Regions from separate parts of the Mus musculus genome. Here all the other regions are linked to region 3. The links are chromatin contacts, called in public HiCAR-type and HiChIP or PLAC-seq maps. All regions are on one chromosome and are shown on one strand. Each heading gives the region's core, a stretch centred on a gene start, on an enhancer-like site or on the middle of the called end of the contact. The rest is flanking DNA. Distances are from core to core; before and after follow the strand shown.

What was found. HiCAR-type assays count read pairs that join an accessible place to other places. HiChIP or PLAC-seq counts read pairs in DNA pulled down with a chosen protein or histone mark.
Region 1: a contact with region 3 is called in a HiCAR-type map of fibro-adipogenic progenitors, with 4 times the contacts expected there. The contact joins the enhancer-like site here to the promoter of Zfp758 in region 3. A contact is called at or near these places in 5 of 115 datasets of contacts at active chromatin or transcription factors (bone marrow-derived macrophages, embryonic stem cells, fibro-adipogenic progenitors and 2 more) and 1 of 9 other capture datasets (embryonic stem cells).
Region 2: an H3K27ac HiChIP or PLAC-seq map of the NIH/3T3 cell line shows a contact between it and region 3, with 6 times the contacts expected there. The contact joins the promoter of Zfp945 here to the promoter of Zfp758 in region 3. A contact is called at or near these places in 16 of 39 promoter capture datasets (the 3T3-L1 cell line, 3T3-L1-derived adipocytes, the C10 cell line and 10 more), 5 of 484 Hi-C or Micro-C datasets (CD8 T cells, Sertoli cells, cardiomyocytes and 2 more), 4 of 115 datasets of contacts at active chromatin or transcription factors (the NIH/3T3 cell line, astrocytes, embryonic stem cells and 1 more) and 2 of 9 other capture datasets (adipose tissue and macrophages).

The regions. Positions count from the first base shown.
Region 1 is chr17:22,079,634-22,082,561 of GRCm38.p6, forward strand. No RefSeq gene overlaps it. Among named protein-coding and RNA genes, the nearest start is that of Zfp947, 85 kb to the right of the region's middle. Within about 2 kb of position 1,643, at least 148 of the 459 cell types and tissues checked have an H3K27ac peak or open chromatin away from gene starts, as enhancers often do. A contact at or near this core is called in embryonic stem cells and fibro-adipogenic progenitors, where this site is marked.
Region 2 is chr17:22,865,793-22,868,492 of GRCm38.p6, forward strand. Zfp945 (zinc finger protein 945) reads right to left here and starts at 1,342. Exons shown (of 5, transcript NM_001110254.1): 1 at 1,189-1,342.
Region 3 is chr17:22,359,894-22,362,756 of GRCm38.p6, forward strand. Zfp758 (zinc finger protein 758) reads left to right here and starts at 1,560. Exons shown (of 3, transcript NM_001347330.1): 1 at 1,560-1,814. The coding sequence starts at 1,689. It overlaps Zfp944 (zinc finger protein 944), which reads right to left and starts at 1,507. Exons shown (of 6, transcript NM_176962.4): 1 at 1,275-1,507.

The DNA of each region.
Region 1 (2,928 bases), core at 393-2,892, 280 kb before region 3:
CAGAAACTCTCTGAGGGCTGCTACTCATAAGAGGATATGCATGAAGATAAAGTGAATCATTTCCACAGTACACACAGATTTATAAAGAACTCATTCTATATCATCTTTTGCCTGAGTATATTTTATTCCATATGTTATTTAATCTTCATGGCTCCACGGGAAAACATAATTTTCAGTGCAATAATACCCATTATGATAGTGCCATTGTAAAATGAAACAGTTCCTGGCTGCTACAGATTTCCCCTATGATGATAACCCTTGTAATTCCACATGAAAGTAAAAATGTGTGACATGGGTCTCCTCTTATATATACTTATACATATATACATTCACACACAGGCATACAAATTATATATGTCTAAAAATAAGAACTCATTCTGAATGTTGACATAGTATTACTACACAAAGTTGTGTTGATAGTAGCATATATGTAACTCTTTTTATGTATTATATTGACCCTACGTTTCTCTCATATCAAATACTTCTCCAGACATTTAACAGCCACTTGGATGGTCTCTTTCTATGCCACTGCCCAAGTAGTTTAGTGTGACAATGGGAAATAGTAGATGGATGGCATGCTGTGGAAAGTCATACAAAATTAATGAGAATCAAAGCGGAAAAGGACGATTTTTCTAGAAAAAAAAGTGACTATCAACGTTTATGTCATAAAACTAGGTCAGGCAATGAGCAAGTCCTGACACAGTATCTCCACTAACAATGTCTGCGGACTACACAGACTCAGCAATGAAATCTCCAATTCTTTTAGAAACCCTGTAATAATCTTAAACAGGGGATATTCCAGAATATGCAGAATAATGAAAGAAAGAGGGTGTTAAGACAGTCATCACACAAAGCTGACTTTACCTTGACTTAAAAAAACAGATGAACAAAAACAAATTACAAAGGAAAAAGTTATAGAGTAGTTGCAAGGATTTACATTAACAAGCAGATTCTCTTTAATGGATACAGAAAGGGAACGAGTTGATTTCATACCAACAATGTAAGACTGTTTCAAGATCCACAACACAAATAATTCAAAGCACAAAATATGTAAACCAGTGAGGGAAGACACACCACCCTGTCAACACATCCATAAAACGTCTGGGGCAAAATGTCACACGGGTTCACTATGAAAGCACTGAAGAATATGAGAACAGAAGGAATATACCTCAGCATAATCAAGATATAGTCAACATTCTAACTAATCGTTACATAATTTGAACACAGTCTCCATCATTCCACTGTATTCAGAAGAAAGAAAAGGACGTGCAATAGCTTCACACTAACTCATAACAGTGTATGAGTGCTTACAAAGAGCAAGTAACACTTAGAACATTTTCCATGAACCAAAAAAGAAAACAAGGGATGTGCTCACAGCTCCGCGGACTTTCCCGGTTCGCCGCCGTCTCCCCTGCGGGGGGACCCGGCCTCCGCCGCCCGCACATGGCCCTGCTGAGGTCCCTCTGCCTCCTTGTGCCTCTACCGCCGCGTACGCAGCCTTCCCGGGCCCTGCACGGGAGAAGCGGGCGGGCTCTGCTGCCATGACAGGCTCTGCCGCGCACAGACGGGGCTTCCTCGGCCCGCAGCTGTTTCCGGGGTCCCCGGTTCCCCCCGCCGCCGCCGCGTGACTTGAGGCCCGCCGGTGTTCCCCGCTGCAGAACTGTGACCGTTCACCGCAGCCGCAGAGTGAGGTCACTGCCACCGCCCACAGCCACGGAGCGAGGTCACAGCCGCCAACGCATGCACGCACGCACACAGATGTGGATGCGGTGGTCAAGGTGTCTCTGCGACCCCCACCAACCCCGCCCCGCCGGACGGACACCCCAAGGTGCAAGGAGAAGGCCTTGAAAAGGCCGCCTTTGGGAGAGAGGAGGGTCGCATGTGACCGCGAAGATGGAACCGCCATCCCTGTAGTCCCTCCCCGTTCATATATACGTATGTATTCATGAATGCGTATGCAAACGATGCTTAAATGTGTCTGTGAATGTCCCCGCCAATAAAATTGCTCTTCATATGCCAAAAAAAAAAAAAAAAAAAAAAAAAAAAAAAAGAAGAAGAAGAAGAGAAAACAAGGATGCAGTTTTTCCCAAATTACATAATTTGGGAAACATGATTATTCAATTCAAAAACTATAAACATTTCACAAGAAAGCTCCATTCTGATAATACTCTTAATAAGCTATATAAAACTACAAGAAAATATCACTTGGTTTTATACATTGCTGGAGAATATGCTGAGAAATCAGCAGACCACTCATTGTGGTGTAGAATTCAAATTGCTAACAGGGCCTTGTAAGCTACTGGGCAAACAACTCATGAGCTATTGTCCTCAGATACTGAATGCTAGCTAGTGCTGCAAAACAAACATGTCCAGCAAAGTAGGCTCACCAGCACAACAGTCCCAAGACAACTTTTAAGTAAGAGAAGACTTTCTGGTTTGGTCTGAGGTCAGCCACAAAGGAAATGCATAGCTGGTATTAGAAACCAGCCAAAAGGTAATGACTGGAAAGATCACAGGCCCAAGACAGAACCTATCCCTGATTATATATATATACTGGAATTGCCTTGAAATGATTCTACTTACACCATAGCCTGGTGCTGCTTGAAAGCCTAATAAATCATACAAACATAGTTTGCAACAAAAAATTGTCATTTGAGAGACTACTGAGTATAATGAATGATGTGTGTGTGTGGGGGGGGGGGGGTGAAAGGTGGTAAAAGCTGGAGGAAGGGTTATGGAAATCCATACTGTCATATACCAGCACAGTTGTAATTATGGATACATGACAGCCTTGCTACCAATACAAAACCTGCTTCAAAACATACATGAAACATGAGTGGGATGAATAGGATGAAAATGTAACAAGGGATGGGAAAGGTGATTAAGAGAGGGTCTTGCCCAGAGGTACTATGTGGCACTGTTGGGACT
Region 2 (2,700 bases), core at 92-2,591, 510 kb after region 3:
TTCTAATTTTATTTAATTTAGAGTGAGTTTTCTATCTATAACAATAAGGTGGCTTGACATTGCCCTTCCACAGCATGCATGCTGGTCTGGCCTTGTTAGATATCAAAGGAGCTTAGGAAAAATGGCTAACTGAGGTGCCTATTAATATATCATAGTGGACATCTTTGGATAACTGTTTCCTTGGCACCTGTTTCCTCTCTTGGGAGCCTCCTATTCCCTAACTCCCCCTTTCAACCCCCCAAGTCACGGCCAGGTTAAGTTTGGACCCTTCCAGATACCTCTGTTCTCTCATACTGTGAAGCCCAAAATTAACATGTAAGCACTACCTACCCAAGAACCAAATAACTTCCTAAAATGCTGGGAGTTGTAGTTCTTGGAAAAGTAACAAACTCTCATGGGAATGTATGCAGGTTTGTCTTTATAAACTCCTGTAGCATGAGGCCAAAGTCCATAGCTTGGTCAGTATTTAATATTTAATAATACTTGCCCAAATGGTGGTACTGATTTGTCTCAGGCAAATCTCAGGATTAACATAACTTACAATAAATTTTCTCCTCAACCATACCTTAGAGCAGTCACGTCCTCAGTTTTCAGTTGTAACTCAACATATAAAGACACATTTCTGACTGCAGTATTTACATCACAGAGTGTGCACATCTAAGATGGAAACCAAAACCAAAACCAAAGCAAAACGGGGAGTAAAGCTTTGCCCAGTAATATTTAAAGTTCACAGCTCTAACTATGGTGCTTAGTCATGTATATTTTCTGACTCAATCAAATCTCAACTGGTTCTTCAGATGACTAATATCTGCAAAACTCTCCGAGGATGCCCATTCTCCGGGCCAATGGCCACTCTCTTGAATAGGAAATGGTGGAACAGGGGTGTTAAGAAAGCATGAGTGAATTTGAATTCGAGGAGCTTTGTAACTGCTGGAGCAAAGAGAGCTCTGCGTGCGAACTGCAGATTCTGCAAATGCTCTACGAGATTATTTTCGGAAAATATTCTGGCAACCATAAGATAAACGAAAACATCACGATAAACCCCCAGTTCATAGGATCTCAAACTTCCCGACAACGCTAAGATAACCATGGCAGAATTATGAAAGCGGCGTCCTTAAGAGCCGCGGAGGAAAACACACCCCTGCTTCTCCGCTCCCACCCTTTTCCCAGCCCCCCAGCCCCTCTGACCTGGGAGGTTCCCGCTGCCGGGCTGCTGACGCTTCCAAAATGCTCCCAGAGGCACCTGAGTCTTAAGGAAGTTTTCGGGTACCCTAATACACGGCCGGGTTCTTCCAACCCCACTTCCAGACCGTGCGGCTCCCTGAGTTCTTCAGGGAAAGGTGGAATTTCCTGTCACTCACGCTTGTTTTCTTAGAGAAGCTCCTCCTGTACCCGCCCAACATAGCCCACTTCCGGTTATGCGATTCCTTTAAACCCGCTTACTATAGGCCTGTTTTACTTTAATTTACTTTACTTCCCAGCTGGTTTTGTTTTGCCCCACCCCCACCCCCCTAAATCATCTGCTCAGACAGGGGTGTCCACCCATCAGGAACAGCTCCTCCCACTCAGTTTTGGGCAGCCTGCCACACAGCTCCAGCTGCCAGACCTGGACTTGCTCTTTGCTCTCATCATCCCCTATACTTGTTGCCAGGCTTGACCAGAATTGGATCAAATAGGATGATGCACCCAGTATCTGACCTCCAACATGGGTTCTGATCCCATCAGATATGTTATTCTAACTTCCCCTCCTTGGAATACCAGCACACACACACACACACACACACACACACACACAGAGGAGTAAATTCTGATGCTCACTCAGATCCTTTTCCCAAAACAAAATAAAACAAAAATTGAACGTTGTTGCCTCTAAACACTAATCATATCTGTATCCCCTAAGGAAAGGAGCTTAAATATCCAATATACAGAACTGAAAACCAGAGTCATGTTCAAGAAGGTCAAAGTTTGTAAAGTATGTTAATAAACTCAAAATAGGAACAAAATGGTTGTGGGCAACAAAACAATAGCAAATGCCTGAAGGAAGTAGTGACAATATAGAATATGCAAACTGAATTTAATAAGTAGTGCACACTGTAATTCCCCACTCCCTACAATTCTGGCCCATACTTCCAACTAATCTCCTTCTCTCTCTCTCTCTCTCTCACTCTCTCTCTCTCTCTCTTTCTCATATTCATTTCGATTCATTTTGTTTTGTGACCCATCATGATTAATCAGGATCATCTGTGAGACACTGGTTTTGGAACTATGTTTTGGAACCTGCTGGTCTCAGCAGATGAGACACAACTAAGCACAGTGATTTCCCCTTCTCCTAAAACTGACTTATTGCCACAGTCAGGGTGGGGTCCTGTGACCCTCTCCTCTTTGGAGACTGATTGTAGCTAGGGTTAGTCTTGAGTGAGGTCAGTGCAGGTAAATACAGGTGCTCTGAGTCACTGACTACAATAGTTGTATGGAATCTGGAGAATGACATGTTATGGCCATCTCATCTTTTCTCCTTACTTCTTTCTCCTTCCTCTTCCTTAATATTCCCAGAGCTATAGATGGCATGATGTAACTGACTTGTTTATGATTGTGCCCATATACATTGCTTATTTTCTGCATATTTGACAGCCTCATCTTTCTGCATTATCACTGAATTTTCATACGGAATTTTTGTCCTTTAAGGAAAGGAAGGAAGGA
Region 3 (2,863 bases), core at 310-2,809:
ACTCTGATTCCAAGCTCCACAATCTTGCAACCCAGCTCTCTAGGTTCCCACTGGCAGGTTGTTACCACAGCAACCCTGTGCTTTAAGTCCCCCACATCGTTTGTGGTACACATCTGGCAAACCCTCGCTTTGCTGCTGTACCTTTCTTTCTTGAACCCATGCAAGCCACTATGTGAAGGATAATGCAACACAAACTTAATTCAGAAACAATAGTAACTCAATCTCTGGGCACAACCCTGAAAACCTAATCTTGTAAGCCTTGTACTCTTATTCTTCTAGTGGTTGATCCTTGTGGATCTGCCATGATACTGGGACACTCAAGCAGCTACATCTTACCCATATGCTGTCTTGGTTCCAAAAGGACCCGACTCTCTCTTGTTTACTCTCTTCCTATGTCCAACCTGAAAGTCCCATGTACTCACCCAGTGATTGGCTCCTATATTCATTAGGGGACTGGTTCACAAGAACAGGCCCATCCACAGTAGAGGAGGAAGAGGAAGAAGAAGAGGAGGAAGAGAGATAGAGACCAAAACGTTTGGATTATATAGGGAGGCACCTCTAGTGGAAGGGCAACCAGGACCCTGGGCTGAAAAGTTAGGATTGAGGGCAGGGCCTCTCAGGTTGGTAGAACCCTGAGGTCAGGTCTGCTTTGATATTTAAAATATGCACCTCAGTCCATTGTCCTGGCATCCAAAACCAAACAGTATCAAAGGAGACAACTTTGGCTAGGTGCTTTCTTGGCTCCCGCTTCTTCTCTTGCCCCCTATTCTCTCTTCCCTTCTCTTCCTTTGTCCAACTCCACCTCTCTCTTTCCAATCACATCCTGGTTAAGTCTGGACCCTTACTTTCTGAGTCAGTCAAGTCTGCCCTGGTTCCTCTTTTTACTTCTACCTACAAAGCCCTCTGAGGATGCCTATTTCCCAGGCCATAAGCCACTCTCTCCTGAGTAGGCAAATGATGGGTCAAGGGAGTTAAGAAATCTAAGTTCGAGAAGCTTTGTAACTGCTGTTACAAAGAGAACCCCGTGTGCAAACTACAGTACTGCAAATGTTCTACGACACTATTTTCGGAAATCATTCTGGTAACCATAAGATAAATGAAAACAAACAAACAAACAAACAAAGCACGATACACCCAGTTCATAGGATCTCAAACCTCCTGACAATGATAAAAATCCACAGCATAATTGTGAGCGCGGCGTCCTTAAGAGCAACTGCAGAAAACAAGCCCCTGCTCCGCTCCAGCCCATTTCCCAGCCCCGCAGCTCCTCTGACCTGGAAGGTTCCAGGGCCGCCGGGCTGCGGTGCCCCCGGCTGCGCGGCTGATGGCTGACTCTCCCAGGTCAGCACAGGAAACCGCATCTGAGGAGAGTTACGGCCTTCGAAAAGAACCAGGCCAGGGTAAGTCGCCCGCAGTGGGAGTAGAGACAACTTGGCTCCAACAGGTACCTAAGGGGACGCGGTTCCCAGTCTCTGGCCACGATCTTTGGAGCGGCTCCCCTAGCCCCGCCCAGGACACCACGGTTCCGGTCACGTGACAGCGCTAACGCCTTCAGGCCCGCCGCTTTCACTTCCTTAATTACGTTGGTAGAGTCCGTCCAGCTGCGTTCTCTTCTAGGTCGCCAGCTCCAAATGTCCAGGCCAGAATGACGTGAAAAGCCACCACTCCCCTTGCTACCTGTGTAATCCATGTGTACTCGAACTGAGCGCTGGTTTTTCGGCCCCAGTTTCCTTCGGAAACCGGAAAGCTCCTCAGACTCTGTTTTGTGGCTGCGGACCTGGGAGAGTCAGCAGCGCAGCCCTGGAAGGTCCCAGGTCAGAGGCGCTGCGGGGCTGGGAAACGGGAGGGAGCGGAGCGGGGAGGTGGGGGGGGGGGGGGGGCTTCCGCAGCTGTTTTTATGGACGCCGCTCTCACAGTTCTGATGTGGATCTCTTACAGTTGTCAGGAAGTTGAGATCTTATGAACAGTTGGTCTATCATGGTTTTTTTTCATTTATCCTCCAGTTAACAGAATATTCAGTCGTAAAATAACTCATTAAAAATGATAGACCAGTTGTATTATCTGCTGTTTGCTATTGTGTCAATCACAAAGCTTACGGAATGTAAATTTATTCATATTTTCTAACTCCTGTGTTTTACTAATTGCTTATTCAAGAGGATACGTTTTACCCTGCTATGTAGAACTTTGTGTATATAGTAATCATATGAAGAACCAGTGCACACTTTTTTGAACGAGAAAATATACTTTGTGTTATGCTACGGCTATGATTGTAAACATTACTATTTACTAAGCATACTTTTTATTGCCCATGAATTATTCGTCTGAGTTGTATGCAGTTTAGGATGTAAGTAAAGCATTCAGAAATGCGTCTTCATATGCTGATTTATTTTTTAAATTGCCTAATTTTTACTAGATATTTTCTTTATGTATATTTCACATGTTATCCCTTTTCCTGGTTTCTCCTCCGAATACACCGCCTCACCCCCTGCTCCCCAACCCACCCACTCCCACTTCCTGGCCCTGGCATTCCCCTACACAGGGGCATAGAACCTTCATAGGACCAAGGGCCTCATCTCCCATTGATGACCAACTAGGCCATCCTCTGCTACATATGCAGCTGGAACCTTGAGTCTCACCATGTGTATGTTCTCTTTGGTTGGTGGTTTAGTCTCTGGGAGCTCTCGGGATACTGGTTAGTTCATATTGTTTCTCCTATGGGGCTGCAAGCTCTTTCAGCTCCTTGGGTCCTTTCGGTAGCTCCTCCATTGGGGACCCTGTGCTCAGTCCAGGGGTTGACTTCGAGGATCTACCTGTATATTTGTCAGGCACTGGCACAGCCTCTCAGGAGACAGCTCTAACAGGC